3 separate regions of the Rattus norvegicus genome follow, and all the other regions are linked to region 2. The links are chromatin contacts, called in public Hi-C maps. All regions are on one chromosome and are shown on one strand. The core of a region is the stretch at or near the end of the contact, and the rest is flanking DNA. Distances in the headings are between cores, read along the strand shown.

Evidence for each region. Hi-C and Micro-C count contacts between places; a contact is called where the count stands out from the background.
Region 1: a Hi-C map of liver shows a contact between it and region 2, with 1.9 times the contacts expected there. The contact joins the promoter of Rab8b here to the enhancer-like site in region 2. A contact is called at or near these places in 5 of 12 Hi-C or Micro-C datasets (the A7r5 cell line, frontal cortex, hepatocytes and 2 more).
Region 3: a Hi-C map of liver shows a contact between it and region 2, with 5 times the contacts expected there. The contact joins the promoter of Aph1b here to the enhancer-like site in region 2. A contact is called at or near these places in 2 of 12 Hi-C or Micro-C datasets (kidney and liver).

What each region holds. Positions count from the first base shown.
Region 1 is chr8:76,416,200-76,419,232 of GRCr8, forward strand. It overlaps Rab8b (RAB8B, member RAS oncogene family), which reads right to left and starts at 1,349. Exons shown (of 8, transcript NM_153317.3): 1 at 1,205-1,349. The coding sequence starts at 1,328.
Region 2 is chr8:76,371,645-76,374,493 of GRCr8, forward strand. All of the region lies in intron 1 of Rab8b (RAB8B, member RAS oncogene family), which reads right to left. Among named protein-coding and RNA genes, the nearest start is that of Aph1b, 42 kb to the left of the region's middle. Within about 2 kb of position 1,332, at least 12 of the 93 cell types and tissues checked have an H3K27ac peak or open chromatin away from gene starts, as enhancers often do. A contact at or near this core is called in the A7r5 cell line and liver, where this site is marked.
Region 3 is chr8:76,329,953-76,332,809 of GRCr8, forward strand. Aph1b (aph-1 homolog B, gamma secretase subunit) reads right to left here and starts at 1,476. Exons shown (of 6, transcript NM_001047090.2): 1 at 1,227-1,476; 2 at 1-2. The coding sequence starts at 1,339.

The DNA.
Region 1 (3,033 bases), core at 99-2,598, 45 kb after region 2:
GTTCGGTCCCCAGCTCCGAAAAAAAGAACCAAAAAAAAAAAAAAAAAAAAAAAAAAAAAAAAAAGGAAAGCTCACAGTGAAGAGTGGAATTTTTTTTTCTTGAATCAATTAGAAGTTATTGGGAAATATACAGGATGTTATGATTCACCTACAAAGTAATCAGAATCGAAAGAAACTACACAGGGAGGCAGGCGGAATTTATAGTCAATCATTTGGCTTGGACGTTACTAACTACACAAGCTCAAGAATTTTGAAAGTTAAGAAACTTACTGCTGCTTCCCAAGATACGGAGTAAAACGGTGAACAATATACATCATCCCCCAAAGTCCCCAGCCCCTTTAATTCCTCTTAACTCTCAAAAGATTTTAACACTCCGTAGACATTATTCCATCATTAGTCACTTTTAAAATCTTCTTGATTCAAAGATGTCAAGAGAAAATGGAAACCGGTGTTCCCAGTTTCTAGGGAAAGCCCTGAGCCCCGCGTTTTCCATTTCCTCTCAGATCTCTCAACCCCTGCACTACATCCGCTGCTTCCCCTTCTCCTTTCTAGTTAGCACTCAGCTCTCCTTCACTTTCTCCATCAAGTAGACTCATGTCGCCCTCGGGTCCTCCTGAGCCCTTCTCCCACCAACAATTTTCTTCTGCATTTTCTCTTGGCATCTCTGTTCACACCTTTATAGACAATGCCGCTTCATCTCTTGCCTCCTGACCATTCATTCATTCCCTTCAATTCCCTGCTGACCGCCTCCTAGTCTCACTTCTCTTGTCCCTAGTGTCCTCTGTCCCTTTACTTCATTTGAAGCCCCTCGTAAGTCCTCAACCCTTCATTTCCCTCTTCACATTTCCTTCCTCTTTCCTGTCTTTCTAATCCGCGTTCGTATCCACTCTCCCCTCCTTCTCTCTTTCCATACTATTTCCTGTGTTCCCCCGACTCTGTCCCTCTGGGACGCCTCCGTCGCCGCCCCGGAGCCCCCTCGTGTCCCCAATACCCCTGGTTTCCAATTGCTCCGGTTCCCTTTCGTCCATCCGCAGTTCCGCGTCCCCACCCGTACCTCTCAGCCTCACCGGCTCGCCCTGCCTTCTCGACCGCCCCTCGGGGTCCCCTTCTCCGGGAGCCAAGCCCTCGCGTGCCCTCTCCCAGGCCCCCAGGCACCCGCCCCCTGCGTCTCAGTTCCCGTCCCGGGCCGCGACCGCTCCCTCACCGATGGTGGAGATAAAGGTGGTGTTGAAGGCGTCCTCTGAGAAGCGGAACAGGAGGCAGGTCTTGCCAACGCCGGAGTCGCCGATGAGCAGCAGCTTGAACAGATAATCGTACGTCTTCGCCATCTTCTCGCTCCGGCCCTCTCTGACCGCCCAGAGCAAGGAGGCGGTGGAAAGCGGCACGGAGGGGGCCTCTGGCGAGGGGGCGTGTCCGCCAAGCCACCCGCTCCCCGCCCCGCCTCTCGCCCCGCCCCTTTTGGGGGCGACAGGCTCGCCCCTCCCCATTCCAGCCAATCTGCCCGCGCCTTGTCATCACCCTCCGCGGCGCGCGGCTTTATGGGATTTGTAGTACGCTGGGAGAGCCGCGGGCGTGCCTGGCCCGAACTGTCCGAACAACCCCCACTGGATTACAAATCTGAGTGGTGTGGAATGGTGCGATAGGAGTTTCCACCCTTACAGGGGAAAGACGCTTCATTTCAAACTCTTGCCACGGAAACTTGACTTTGCTGTTTCTTTGTTTGTGGACATCTTTCAAATCCAAGACCTTGGAATCTAAGTCCCGCCGTTCGCTCTTCTGTCTACCCGCCTGAGCCCGGAGCAAGCAAGCTTTCTTTAGAGATGCAATGGTTCACGGAGTCTGCGGATTATCTGCAAAGTATTACCCAGCTTCTCCAGTTCCTGCCCATTTCCTAGGCTCCCTCCCACAGCCCTTCAATCATAAAGCTCAAGGAGTGATATTAGCGGGCTAATTTCATTCTCACTCATGCCTTCTGAACTACAGGCCACAGCCAAGGGCGATGATCGTGTTTGAGGCTCTGCTTCATAGATAGCGCCCGCAAGAGAATGTATTCTTTAATAAAAAAAAAAAAAAAAAAAAAAAAAAAAAACAAAAAAAAAACGAGAAAGAGAATGTGGAAGGCTTGTACTATGTACAGCTATTACAGCTTATAAAATAGCGTCACCTGAGATGGGAACTTTGGCCATAGAGATGTAAAGATTTAGATTTGGATTTAGTCTTAGCTAAGCCACTTCACAGCTGTGTGAAGTCTCACAGGCTTGACACATCTAGTTTTCTCATCTGTAAAACGAATGTAAAATAAACTACTTCATAGGTTGTAGTGAAAATTAAATACTGAGTGTGAAAGCACTTTGAAACTCCTAAGGTGCTGTGAAGTGTAGGTGTTAGTTGTGTTTAAATTTATCGCTCCTCGGGAGGCTTTCAATTAATGGGTGGCAAAAGGAGGGGAGAAAATAGCACTTTGATGTATTCAATTCAGGCCTTCATTATTTATTACCCTAGACTAATTCTTTATTGTTCAATGCTCTTTTATCTGGAAGTGGCAGAAACCCAGTCAGATCAAGGTGAGAGAAGGGTTTACTGTCCAGATCATGTGGAAGGAGTGGCTAAAGGAAGGAGTGGCTAAAGGAAGGAGTGGCTAAAGGAAGGAGTGGCTAAAGGCACCAGGAGCTTTACCTTATCAGAAGGTCAGAAGGCTGTCTCATCTCTGCTTCACTTTCAATTTTAATTTAAAATATGTTAAGAAGTACCAACAGCCCCAACACACACACACACACACTCACACACACACACACACACACACACACACACGCACGCACGCACGCACGCACGCACGCACGAACCAACAAAAGTTCTTTGGACTCCTCAATTTTTAAGAGGATTACAGGGGCCCTGCTTGACACCAAACTATCTGAGAACCTCCTAGGACAGAACTTACCTTAGAAACAAGGAAACTCCTTCTAGCAGAAGTTATTACAGGAAGCAGTGGAGTTAACCATTCGAATAATAGGAAAAAAACTGAACAGCTAATTG
Region 2 (2,849 bases), core at 82-2,581:
CAACTGGGAACCATTCAAATATTTGTGCCTATTGAGAATGAAAGCTATTCTCATTCACATCACCGAAACCTGCATGAGTTTATATATACCACGTATGTGTAGGTGCCCACAGAGGCCAGAGGGCATCAGAATTATACATGGCTGTGAGCTGCCTGACACAAGTGCTGGAAACCAACCATGGGTCCTCTGCAAGGGCAGTACACGATTTTAACAACTGAGTCATATCACCAGTGCCCGAACTTTTAAATAACTTCTGTATTTTAGAATTCCAAAGGCCTTTAACCCATAACATTAAAATAGAATGACCTAATTAACCCTTAAAATGTTTTGGGGGAGATGAAGGGAAAGTAAACCAAATGATAACTACCTGTGTTAAGACACACAGAAATAGCAAATGAAGCTTAGTAATAGCTACAGCAAGGTAACATTTGCAGAAATACTCAGACATCACTGAGTATGCTAACCAATTAAGGAGGTAGCAGAACTTACCCAGGATTCAGTTTGCCATTTGCAAATGACTAAGCAATTGCAATCCGTGTGCTTTCAAACTGTGGTGAAGGGGCTAAAAAGATGGCTCAGTCAATAAAGTGCTTGTCCTGCAAACACAAGGTCTGAGTTCAAGCCTTGGAACCCCTGAAAAAAGCTGAGTGTGACAGTGCTTGCTTGTGATTCCAGTGATGGGGAAGCAAAGACAGGCAGATCCCTGCCTAGTCCCTATCAGCCAGCTCCAGGCCTTAAAGTCTATCTCAAGAAACAACGTGGACAGCTCCTGAGCAATGACAGCACAGTTGGCCTTTGGACTTCATACACATAAAACACTGGAGCAGTAGCTCAGAGCTTAATCCCAGTTCACAAGCACAAGGCAGAGAGAGCTAACCAGGAATGACCTTGTACCTGTGTGCGCACGCACACACACACACACACACACACCCCACACACAAAATGTGCCTTAAATGTCATTGTAGTTACACATATGTGCATAAGCTCACAAGTATGTGCATACACATACATACACACACATACAGACAAAAGAAATGTGCCTAGAAGTGACAACGAGTTTGATATTAAGAGAGGATTTTATAGATTCTCTGTGAACAGATATTTTCTGTCTTTAATCTCTGTTCACAAAGGGTCAAATATGAGAAAGATTCTTTCTGAAAACTTAAAGTTCAGAAGGTGCTGAGACTATCATTTTTCTCCCCGTGATAAATTCATGACCACCTCAAGAACTAAACTTCTCCAAAATGAAACCAGCTGCACGTCCTCGGCTCCATCTACTGCTGCCAAGAAAGCCGCTTCTGCAGCAGGAAAGCCCTGTAGTGTGAGTCACCAAACCCTTTAAACCTGAGCTGTCCAGTCTGTACTTGACAATCCCTTCGGGTTTTTACTTAGCAGTGAAGGAAAAACTGTAGTACCCAAAAAAATGATTTTAAAAACAAAGAGCAGTTTTCTCACATTACACATTATTGCTATGGGAAAAAAACAGATTGCCAAATCACTTAAGTTAATTCAGGGAAAAATGAAAACTGCATCACACACACACACACACACACACACACACACACACACACACACACACGCTGTGAGACATGGAGAAGAACAGATCTCTTGGATCTCCCCAGGCACTGGACATTATACTCTCCATTCACTTAGAAATGAGTAAAAGCTCAAAAGAAAGGTTAGAAAGTAACAGAACTAATCACAATATGACACAGCGTAAGAACCAAAACCAAAAAATAGCTGAGTTCCTTCTCAGACTAAATTCTTTAAACAGGAATTACAAAAGACATGTGTTATTCATGCCCTAGGGCTGAAACAACTTTAGCAATAATTTGATTATTTTCTAGGAAAATTCCCAGTCACTTTGTTTGGAAGAATTTCAGGTTATATAATGTAAAATGTAAATCTTATAATTCGCCTCATCCAATTAATACAAACCACCAAGGGGGGGGGGGGAGGCCTGCACCAATTACTGAAGGCAGAAGGCAGAGTCTCCTCGCCAGCTACCTTCTCTGCAGAAACCAGAGGTTGTGAAATCAACCTAAGGGCAACCCAGTGCTGGCTCTGAATCTAGTTAGCAAAGCCTCTGCTTCATCAAGCCAACGCCAGTGCTGCAGAAGCCCAGTCAGATCGAGCAGCTCTCTCACCCACTGCACCTCTGACAACAGGTGGGTAACTGGAACAAATGACCGATAACAACGTTAAAGCAAAAAGATAGTGTATGTGACAGTAAATAAGATAAAATTAGCAGGAATGGCACAAACAGAATGTTATTTTTCTAATAAGAAATGGAAAGCTACTACTGATTACATCATTCTGACTTGTGAGTGCAAATCCCTGGGATCCATGATTTAAAGCTCACAACAGTGAGAGTCATGTTTTGAATCGGAACTGTCTCTTGCAGGCTAATGCTCTCACCACTCAGCTCCAGGCTTGTAGGTGGTATCCTGAAAGGCTGTGGAGCCTTTAGAAGGTGGGACCTGGTTAGTGGAAATAGTTCAGTAGGAAGGTCATACTCACTTGGGGTCTCTGGTTGGCCTCAATGTGAGGCATAAAAGGCTCAGGATAGCAGTCATGCCTTTGCTGCCATGGTTGACTGAAACCCTCTGAAACCATGAGCCAAAATAAGTCATTCCTCCTTTAAGCTGTCGAGTATCTGGTTGCAAATATGTAAAAGTAATTAACACACTTTATAACCTCCACGTGCCCAATGATGGCTACCTATGTAAGTAGTCAATCTCCACCTTAAGATAAATAACACATTTTTCTAACTTTACAAGCATTAAAGGATTTTGTAAAAATTTCTTCCCTGGTTCATTCTTTGAAGAAAAAAGAGGAGGAGGAGGAAA
Region 3 (2,857 bases), core at 226-2,725, 42 kb before region 2:
CACTGGAACACATAAGAAAAAAAGAAGATCACAAGTTAGCAATGCACAGAAAACAAATACCTTGTTTTTTTTTTTTTTAAGTAGGAAAGAAGTCCTTGAAGTGGTGTTCTGGATCAGAATTTGCTTATCAATGGTTCATTTTTCTCCTAGCAAGAAAAATAGTCCAAGAGGAAGGTCAGATGCATCCCACAAGACTGGTTCAGTGATCCTGTCGTGTGCACACTAGAACACTATCTGCCGAGGACTGGCAAAGAGGAAGTTGGTTATTGTCTATTTTTCCTAAGCGATGCTTTGCCTCATTGGTGTGCCATAGAAATATACAAGCAGTGGCCGTTATGATTTTCACATCCTCAATATTCACTAGAAAATATGAATTTAATGGCTTAAATGTCTGTAAAGATACGTATCTTTTCTGAAGGAAAACAAATACCTAGACCTATATTTACTGTGTGTACCATGGAAAATCCAGAAGTTGCAAACCCGTGCTTTGGTCCACTGCTTTCCAGGTCTGGTTCTTACAACCTTCCTGTGGACTTTAAGGACACAGCCTGCTTTGGGTTCAGCAAGTTTTGGGTTCAGCAAGTTTTGGGTTCAGCAGACTCTTGGTTTTTAATGGCAACAGCAAAGGAGCACTATTTAGTACAGGCAAAAAAAGACACTCAGAAAGGCTGGAGTCCCTGGCCTAGCTAGTGAGCTGGCTTGATACCAAGTCCTAGAAACTGTCTCAGCAGGTGCAAAGAGACCAAGACCACACACATTCACCAGCAGAGTTTGATGTTTACTAAGTTCGCAGAAGGACCTGCCCGGTCAGGTGTTGCAGCATTTTCTCAGGCTTCCACCGTTGGCTGCACCCCTACCATTACCCAGGGGCCTACAAGAAAAATCTGAGCCCAAACCCCTCACAGGCACTGAGTCCAAGAATGGGGGCTGAGGAGGTGGACAACTGATCCCCAGGCAGAGAGTGAGAACGACTCTTTGATGCCCGCTGAGCACTGGGTGAAATGAGAGATTCCTATGGAAAGACTAAAGCTCCATACACGAATGTATCTACTTATTCCCATCTTAGTCCACAGAAGCCAAGGGACACCTGCTCAGCCTGAGGGCCTCCCCCTCCTCTCAGCCTTTGGACGGTCCCACAAGCTGGAGCTACTGGGAGATGGGGATCCCGAGGTTGTGGGAACCCAGGTGGGGTAGGGAAACGCGGCGTCCAGGACGCTCAACCTCACCCGGCGATGAGGAAGATGACTCGCAAAGGGTCGGTGGCGATGGTGAAGAGGTAGAGAGCGAGCGCGGGCCCGAAGGCGATGAAGGCGCAACCGAAGAACACGGGCGCTGTCATGGTACCCGCAGAAGTCAGTCCCGGGTGGATCCAAGGTGCATGGGACGCTGTCTTAGCGGGATATGGGACCGGACACGCCTGCCAGGTGCTCCGAGCGCAATTAGAGAAGAGGGCGGAGCAGAGCCCAGGAGGCGGGGCCTCGAGATGCTCCGGGATTTTCCGAGCGGAGGGCGGGGCGTACGAGAGGCGGGGCCACAAGGCACTTTCCGGCCAATCAGAACCTGGGGGCGATGTAGGGCACAGCCTGGACGTGCTCTACTGCCTGTCAGAGCAGAGGGCCGGGCGGAGATCGTGAACAAGGACCTCGGGGTGCTCCAAGGCACGTCCGTGCAGGGGGCGGAGTGGAGTCCGGGAGGCGGGTCGCTGAGCTTCTTCCCAGCAAGGCAGGACTGGGAGAGGGACGGAGCTCGAAAAATAGAGCTTGTAGTGCTCAACTGTCAATTGTAGAGGGGTGTCCAGGCGGAGCTCGGGAGGTAGTTCCAGAAGGTGCTCCAGGCGCTGAAAGCGCGAATGGCGGTGCAGAGTTCGGAAAGCCGTTTCTTGAGGGGCTCAGAGCGCTGTCAGAACCTGTGCAGGGACATTGAGAAGCTTGGTATGCTGTCAGAGCAGCGGTTTCTCGAGGAGCTCCACGTGCTGTCAGAACCGGGGTGGGGTCCTCTAGGGGCTCTGTGTGCGTTCAGGGCAGGGGACAGGACCTCGAGGAGCTTCACAAGCGGTCAGAGCAGGGGCGCGGCCGGGAAGGGTTCAGTGTACTGGGGGCTTGAGGAGCTGGGCAGACCATCAGAGCTCTCCGGGTGCTAAGAATGGGAAGGGTTCCTTCTAGGTTTCTTCTCTAGGTTTCTTGGAGCAATGAAAGTCGGCGGGCACCTAGACCTCTGAGAGGCAATGAGCTACACCAAGTCTCAGACCTGCCAGCGCTGCAGATCCTTATTCCAAAATGTGGCCCACTGAAGACTTGAAGATGTGCCCCAGCACTCTTGCCCATGGGTATACATTGTTATTGGTGCTGGGCAACTGTGAGGTGGTCAAGCGAGATCACCAGCCCACTTTTGTGCTGAAGGTCAACTGAAGTAAACAGGACAGGGTCACGGTTCCTTTTAAAGTAAGTATTTTTCCTAGGTGCACAGTTGCATGAATGTGCTTGCTCCCAACCTATGTAAAAATCCAGACTGGGTTGATATGACCCAGGTGATGGAACCATTCCCTATGGCAAAGGAATGAAATACTGATTAATTGTTCTGACAAACTGATTTCCTTGCCACTAACCCCTTATCTTCAAAAAATTAAGTTTTTTTAAAAGGCATTCTCTAACCATATCTGAATTTGAATTTCAAGACAAACAGACACTGCTCTGTTAAAGATTCTACAAGGTTGATACTGACTAATTACAACTTCATGTTTGTAGAGAGTTGAAATGTTGTAGATACAGAGCCAAATTATCTTGGGCTTTCTAGCCTCTTTGATAACTGTTCATTACCATCTCTGCATCTGCCCTCATGCCCTTGTGACTATCACATG